2 separate regions of the Zea mays genome follow, and region 2 is linked to region 1. The links are chromatin contacts, called in public Hi-C maps. All regions are on one chromosome and are shown on one strand. The core of a region is the stretch at or near the end of the contact, and the rest is flanking DNA. Distances in the headings are between cores, read along the strand shown.

Evidence for each region. A called contact is a pair of places that touch in the nucleus more often than the background predicts.
Region 2: a Hi-C map of leaf shows a contact between it and region 1, with 7 times the contacts expected there. The contact joins the promoter of LOC103634768 here to the promoter of LOC100193171 in region 1. A contact is called at or near these places in 3 of 25 Hi-C or Micro-C datasets (ear, leaf and tassel).

Annotation. Positions count from the first base shown.
Region 1 is chr8:10,065,974-10,069,600 of Zm-B73-REFERENCE-NAM-5.0, forward strand. LOC100193171 (putative protein kinase superfamily protein) reads right to left here and starts at 1,380. Exons shown (of 5, transcript NM_001358677.1): 1 at 1,256-1,380.
Region 2 is chr8:10,349,395-10,353,230 of Zm-B73-REFERENCE-NAM-5.0, forward strand. LOC103634768 (CDP-diacylglycerol--serine O-phosphatidyltransferase 1) reads left to right here and starts at 2,113. Exons shown (of 14, transcript XR_002264284.1): 1 at 2,113-2,318; 2 at 3,676-3,836.

The DNA.
Region 1 (3,627 bases), core at 130-2,629:
GTGAGTCCATTAGCAATATTCCCCACCGATTCCTACCAGCCTAGATATGAGCTAACATCTGGTTGAGGAGCCAAAGAATGCAGACCAGATTTCCTTAACAACAGATACCAGAATTCCCTGGAGAAAGAATAGGTAACAAGGAGATGATCGATAGTTTCATCCTCTTGATCACAAAGAGGGCACTTCTCAGGATGAATCAGCCCTCTTTTACCAAGCCTATCTGCTGTCAAGACTCTATTTTGTGCAACCAGCCAGATGAAGAAGCGACATTTTGGCAAGGCCCAAGTTTTCCAAATTTTCTTGTGATGAGGGAAAACCACAAACCCCAAAAAGAAACCTTCGTAAGCAGTCTTTGCTGAATAGATGCCAGTAGGAACAATACTGAAAACATGTTATCGTCAACCTCAGGCTGCAGCTGCCAAGCTGAAGTCATATTCCACAACTGGAGATAATCTGTTAAGACTTCCACTGTCAGCGGACCCTTAATATCATAGATCCATTTTCTATCTGTAATTGCCTCATAAACAGTCATGTTATTGACAATCCTCTTGGGTATAACATTATACAAACTTGGAGCAAGGTCTTTAATTCTCTTACCATTTAACCACTTATCCTTCCAAAACTTTGTATTTCTACTGTTTCTACAATGTTTTTGTCTCTATGAATTGCAGCTGCAGCAGTCCAAACAGTCGGCTTTAATCCAAAGCGAACAAATATGTTCCTTTGATTTATCTGTGCTCATCAATGTTGTGTACTACAACAAGTCCCTGCATAACTCAGAAAGGTGTTCTACTCTTTTATCTCATTTTTTTGTGTTTGTGTGTGTGTGGAACAAGGTGTTCTACTTTTCCTATTTGTGGTGCATAAGAGTTATTATAAATTCATCATGCTGGGTAATTGATAAACAACTAAACCTCAGCAATGTGTTCTATATGTCCTTCCGATGGGCCATAATTGGTCAAGATGCAAAGACACTATAACCTAAATTGTGCCAGGGACGAAGCCAGCCAAGTAAGTCGCCAGGTCATCCACTTTGCTAGCTAGAGTTTGCACTGCAGTAATACAGTGCGTACAGTGATTTTCAACTTCAAACCATCAGGGTCAGACCTAGCTCTGCACTTGAACTATGCATAGTTTCTTATTCCCCACACAGCCACACCCCAAGTAACAATGTCACCCCGCATATATCCCAGGTTTGTGAGCGCAACTGTCCTAAAATCTAGCAACGTGGTATGCAAAAGCAAGGTGTTATTACCTCTGTCAGTAACGAGTAGGAAGCGCATCCGGAAAGCGGTAGCGACCCTCACCGGAGCGGAGGACGGCGGCGAGAAGAGGAATACCCGTTCCAGCATTCGGAGGCGGTGCGCACATCGGCACATGAGGGAATTCGTGAGACTTCCTTCCTGGCATTGGGATTGGCGACTTCCTTCGTGGTGGCTACGAGGTACTAGTGAAATGAAATCCGTAGCCGTGTAGCCGTAGCGTAGTTTAGCGGGCGGCGCACACAAAAAAAAGTGCGACGAACAATGGCGTTGTGTCGGCTGTAACAGGTGGCCGTCAGAGCGAGGAGATGTGATTTAATGGCCCATGGGCCTGATTTAGCTCATGTAGAAAAGCATTCGGAGTTCGAATGGGGAATATTTTGTTAAACAAAAGGCAACCGAACGTATTTTGAAGGGCCTCTGTTTTTTATTAGTTAGTTGATCGTACATTAATTATATATACTAGTCGGTTACTCGTGTGTTGCGACAGCTCACAACAATACCTACATAAATTATCCACCAAAAAGATATCAAGATTTTTTATTGATTGTCTCCGCTCTTCGCATAATATTTTTTATAAACGCACGGGTACCAAAGGCAGCAAATTAGAGACCCCATCACTTGTCTTCCCACTCAAGGTTTCGTACAACAGGAGGGGAAGAGAAGAGGCGGACATACATGTTCGTTGCCGGAGAAGGACACGACGAAGACCTTAGAATCTGGAGGCGACATAGGTAGTATATCGCTAGATATATAGGGAGAGAGCACGCAAGCAGATAAAAAAAGCCCAACAGGAGCAGCTCCAAACCGAGAGGCACACGCACTAGACGTCAATCCGAGAAGGGCGAGAGAATGCGAGTATCTTCCTAGCCCTAGACCCACCGATGTGACACAACACCACCACCAACTTCGTAGCATATGACGACTGCTGCCACGCTACGGATCTTGGTTGTCCAATATCTCAAACCTGGACTCTTCATCGCCAAGATAACCAAAGCGTAGCAGGCGCCACCATGTCCTCCTCGACGGCACGCACAGAGAAAGGCCAGGAGCATGACCGACTCGTCTCGTACCCGCGTCGACGAGCATCAGTCGGCTCATGATTGCGACCGTGGGTGGGGCAGTAGGTTGGGGAGGAAGAACAGGGCGAAGGCCGGGAAGACGAACGGGACGTCCAACGATGACGAAAACGATGGTGCGCACATAATGTGAAACGTTCTCGTGGACGTGCAATAGCCACTGCGTGAGTCAGTGTCGGGGATGGTGTCGGGCGAATACGGGGAAGAGGTGCATGCTCCTACGCCCTCTGTCGAGAATGGGGTGGCGCGGAGGTGGAGGCATGAGGGGAGAGAGAAAAGAAGTAGAATGACGAACGAGGTGGTGGCAACTGAGCCGAGGACCATCATTATCGTGTGGAGGTATAGATGGCCAAAGGGTCGTGTCTGGCGAGCCGGCCCGAGGCACGACCCATTTAATAGTGACTGGGCCAACCCGACACGAGTGTAATACCTACATTGTAAGAAAATCAAAAGGGAGAAATTATATTCCTTTATATACATTGGTGCCATCTCTACTTATCAATTCATGTGGACACCTCACTTAAACACATAAAAGGCTAATAAAGGACACCACTAAAACATGCATCATGCTGGTTTTTCACTCTTGTGTGCACTTTATGACAACATAAAAATAATGTGAAAAGAGATACACTAAAGGCCAAAGTGGAATTTAAGATGTAAAAGAAATTCTAGAAATTAGAAAGGAGGAGAAATAAAATATTTTGTGGGTGAGAATAAATATATAAAAACAAATACTATTCTTACACTAGAGAAATGAAGTTGAACATTTGACCAAGGGTTAAATTCATAACAAGACCCACATTCAAATTTGAAAATTGAAAATGAAAAGAAGAAAAAAATAAAACAGGAAAGAATAAAAAGAAAAAGGAGCCAGGACCCGAATTGGGCCCAAACTCGCTCGGCCCAGTAGCCATTTACCGCGCGGCGCAGCAGATGTCTCGCGCGCGCAACCGCAGCTGACCCAGTCTGGCAGGTGGGCCCGGCTCGGCAGTCACCTCCGCACGCGAGGCCTGGCGCGTGGGTCCCCTCGGTCAGCCGCGTACCCACCTTCCCCTTTCTTCGCTCGCCGTTGCGCAATGTCCGCCGCGAAAGCGCCGGCGCTGACCGCCCTCGGACTTCGCTCGCGCTGAATAAAAGCACACCTATGACCCGCTCTTTCCCCTGCTACCTCCTCGCGCAAGCCTAGCTTCCCCTTGAGCCAACTGATGCCGCCATTGCTGCGCTCGCGTAAAGAGTGTGGTCGCCGCCGTTGACCTGGGCCTGTATCGCTGATTGGTGTCCAGAGA
Region 2 (3,836 bases), core at 863-3,362, 280 kb after region 1:
CCTTCCGCTTCCTCCAGCACCCTGGCCCCTCTTCTTCCCTCTCCCCTCTCTTCTTGCTCTCCATGGTGCTCCAGCAGTTGGGGTGGGGGCTTGGGCCTCCCTGCCAGATCAGCCCATGTCTTCTTCTAACAAAAGAGTATTGTTTCTTTCATGTGCAAGTAATGCTGATAAAATGAAAAGCAGATGCCAGCATGGAATGACATCTTCAAGGAGGTAATTGCACACTTTGTCCTAACATTGTGTGCAACATTATTGCCTATAAGCACAACGTTTACTGGAACCTAGAAAACCACACTTATTGTATTGATCGTTCTGGAAGTGCATCAGAAAAATGGTGTCCCTTTGTATTGATTCATGCATAATGAGGAAACTGTTTTTAATTCTTTTCTGATGCTCTATGTTCCTTTCAGATTTGGTCAGCTTGGAGTGCTTGAACTTGGACTCATGTAAGATTGGTGATGAGGGTCTATTTCACCTAAAAGGTCAGGGTTTAGTGCATTGGTAAATTATATATTACAGTGGCAATTATCATTTCTCCTTGTTTGCCCGGTGTTTTGTTAAGAAAAAAATGTTAAGATAAAACCACTAAATAAACTGCTAACTTTTAACTCTCGTTTGTACTTATTAACCATTTCTCTCTGCTGAAATCCTAAACATATTCTCTCTTTCGTAGACAAATAGATAAAGGAAAACAAACTACACCTGGAATGAAAAATACAGACAGGCCAAAATCAATGGCCTCCTTGAACGGACGTGTTGGTGCACTCCTGCCCCTTGAACTGCCTCGCGAGCTGCTCGGCCAGGCATGCCGCGTTCTTGTTCTCGGACAGCGCCGGGACCTTGAGTGAGGACCTGTAGCTGTTGATGCCCTTGAGGAGCTGCGTCATTGCCTGAAAAGGGGAAGAGTTCGGTCAATTTCCTACCAGAACAACGCTAGATTTCGTAGTCAGAAGGCATGAGAATTACGAGCGATCGAGAATTACGTGCGGATCGTTCTGGGCAGCGGAGACATGTCCAGGCTGGGCGTCCCGTCTCTGCAACATGTCCAGGTTGGGCGTCCCGTTGGCCCCCGCATTCGCTCGCGAGGCCGGCGCGCCGCAGAAGGCCCTGGCGAGCGGCCGGATCCGGTTCGCCGCCGCCGCGAAGCATCTGCGCGGGAGGAGAGAAGGACGCTAGTGAGTCCGAGAGATGCCGAAATCTGAGAGCGGAAGGGGGCTGAGGGCAGCGGAGACGAAGGCGTGAAACAGAGGTCGATCTGAGCGACGGCGGCCACAACCTCCACACAGGCGGCAAACTCGCGCTGCGACTGCTTCAAAGCTAGGTTGTGCAGGGAGATCCGCGGACGGTGGCCAGGGGGAGATCCATGGTCGTGTAGGGAGATCCGCGGACGACAGGGTTGGGGAGGAGCGTCCAATGCGGCGCTTGACGGTCGGCGACGGGAGGCGCGGTGGCTGGAGGTCCGGGCGGCGAACTCCATGGCGACCAGAGGGGCGCAGGGAGAGGAGGCCGAGGAAGATCCGATTCGCCGTCAAGCCGCCATACGGACCGAGCAGGGAGGGGGAGGGAAGGAAGGTGAGGAGAGACTGGGGAGCTTGACGGGGAAGCTGCGGATCCGGGTCTCGGACGCGCGGGGGAGGAGGCGCCGATGACCGGGGCGGGATCCAGATCTGGGCGGACGGGGGTGTGGATGGGGTGGTTGGGCGAGGCGCGTGATTGACAGCGCGTGATTGACGGAAGCGGGGCAAGGTATCGCGGCTGCAGAGGCAGAACCGTGCGCCGAGGGAGTGTGTGGACGCCTACACTACTAACATAAGTAGTAGTAGAGATTTTAAATAAGAAGTTGATTTTAGCGCTCACTCTTCTCCCGTATTTTATCTCCTAAACTAGTTGTTAGAGTTAAGAGGGTGTTTGTTTGGGATTATAATCTATCCAGATTATATAATCTAACAACTTTTGAACTAAGAGTTAGTTCAAAAATTGTTGGATTATATAATCTAGGTGGATTATAATCCCAAACAAACTTCTGGTAAGAATCACGCTTCCTATTCTCGCGGGATACACTCCATTCTATCCCTCACTATATATCCCCCGCACCCTCGTGGTCTCCCCTCTCTCTCCATCTCCTGTCTCTTTCTCTTTCTACAAAGTCGCTTGCGAACAGCCGGTGCTGCCTGCTGCCGCTGTGTTGGAGAGAAAGAAAGCGAGCGAGCGAGGAGGGAGGAGGGAGAGGGACCGCAAATCCCTCGGTCGCTTTCGACGGCCTGGATCTCCCGCACGCGGGATCGTACGACCGGCACGCTGCTGTCGCTTTCCACCGCGTACGTGTTTCCCTCTCCACTTCTCCCCTCCTCTCCACCCCGCCTGCGCCTCCCTTTCCTATGCCGCGCGCGCTCCGGTTTCCATCGGCCATTGCCATCCCCGCACAAGTTCCGCGGATTAGCTTTTCGGCTCGGGGGGAGATATTACTGCCCTAATCCTGCTTTAGCAGCGCGCCCCGTTCCTGCGGTTATGCCCGGGCTCGTTCTCTCGTGGCTCGTGGGACACCGTACGCAGCGCCACGGTCTCTGCCGCTGGCGGCCGGCGGCTACCCGGCTCTTATGGAGCGGCAGTTACTGTTCCGGTTTATCGTTGCGGCCTGGATTCTGAATTAATTCGTCCTGGCCGTTGGGGTTGGGCGGCGGACCACCGCGGTTGTTTCTCGCGTCCATGCGGGGACGGGACGGGTCTCAACGGGACCCCGCCTTTTCCGGTGCTTATTCTGTTGCTGTTAATCATAATGCCCAGTGCCATGTAAGGCGTCCCCCCTCCCCCTGCATCGCTCTGCTGCGTTTGACTCTCCAGCAGGCAGCAGCCTTTGCTTTTGCCCCGTGCTGACCATTTCTCTGGTGTGCACTTCACCTGAGGGCGCTCTCGGATTCCCACCGGATTTGATGCGCGCACCTTCAGCTTCAAATTCTCGGCCTTTTTGCCGCCTGGCAAAAGCTGCTGTGTCATAGCTTTTGTTTCTTCTTAATGTGGACGAGATCACTGTTCGCCCTAATTATTTCCGCACTTGTTTAACCCACGGGCTGTTTTATGTGTTGCTTTTGAATTGCTCGATCCCTTTTGCTGCTCCTCGTCTTCTTCATGGGAATGTATGTTTCCTTTGCTCGGCCTTGCTCTCTGCTGTGCTCTGCTGTAACGGACGCAGCCTCTGGTTGTAGCACACCACACCCCTTCTGTTATTTTGGAGAAACTGGAAGCGTTTCGGGTTTGGAATTTGGCACCTAGCTTGAATGCCACCGAAACCATTTTGGAGCTGAGTAGGGCTCATTAAGTGATCTCTGGCAAATGATTGAGCAAGCAGTGCAGAACTTGTACTTAGCAAAGTAGGTTTTATGCTTCAAGGTTACGACTACAGCTACAGCCTGATGTTTTTATGCATAATTTGTTCTTCTGTTCTAAGCACGTGATTGTTCCCAGATATGCTGGACCATTCATGACTTTTTATCCACTTGTACATACTTTTTTTTCTGTGGCCTCACAGTGGCATGCTTTTCATTTGCTAGTTTTTAGCAAGTATTGGAGATACAGATACATGCTGCTTTTTTTCGTGGAAGAGTGGTGAATTTTTGTCATCCGAAGGTCAGTAGGATTATTATGCATTCTCAAGTGCTGCTATTGATATTTTTGCAGATAGTAAATTGCCAAGGCTGTTGTAATGGGGGCAAATGGTCATCATGAACCTCGCAGAGGATGTAATGGCACCGTCTGCAATGGTAGTATAAGACCACTCGATTACTTTGGTGATGTAGATCCATGGACGGCTTGGGCATACAAGCCTCGAACGATCTCGC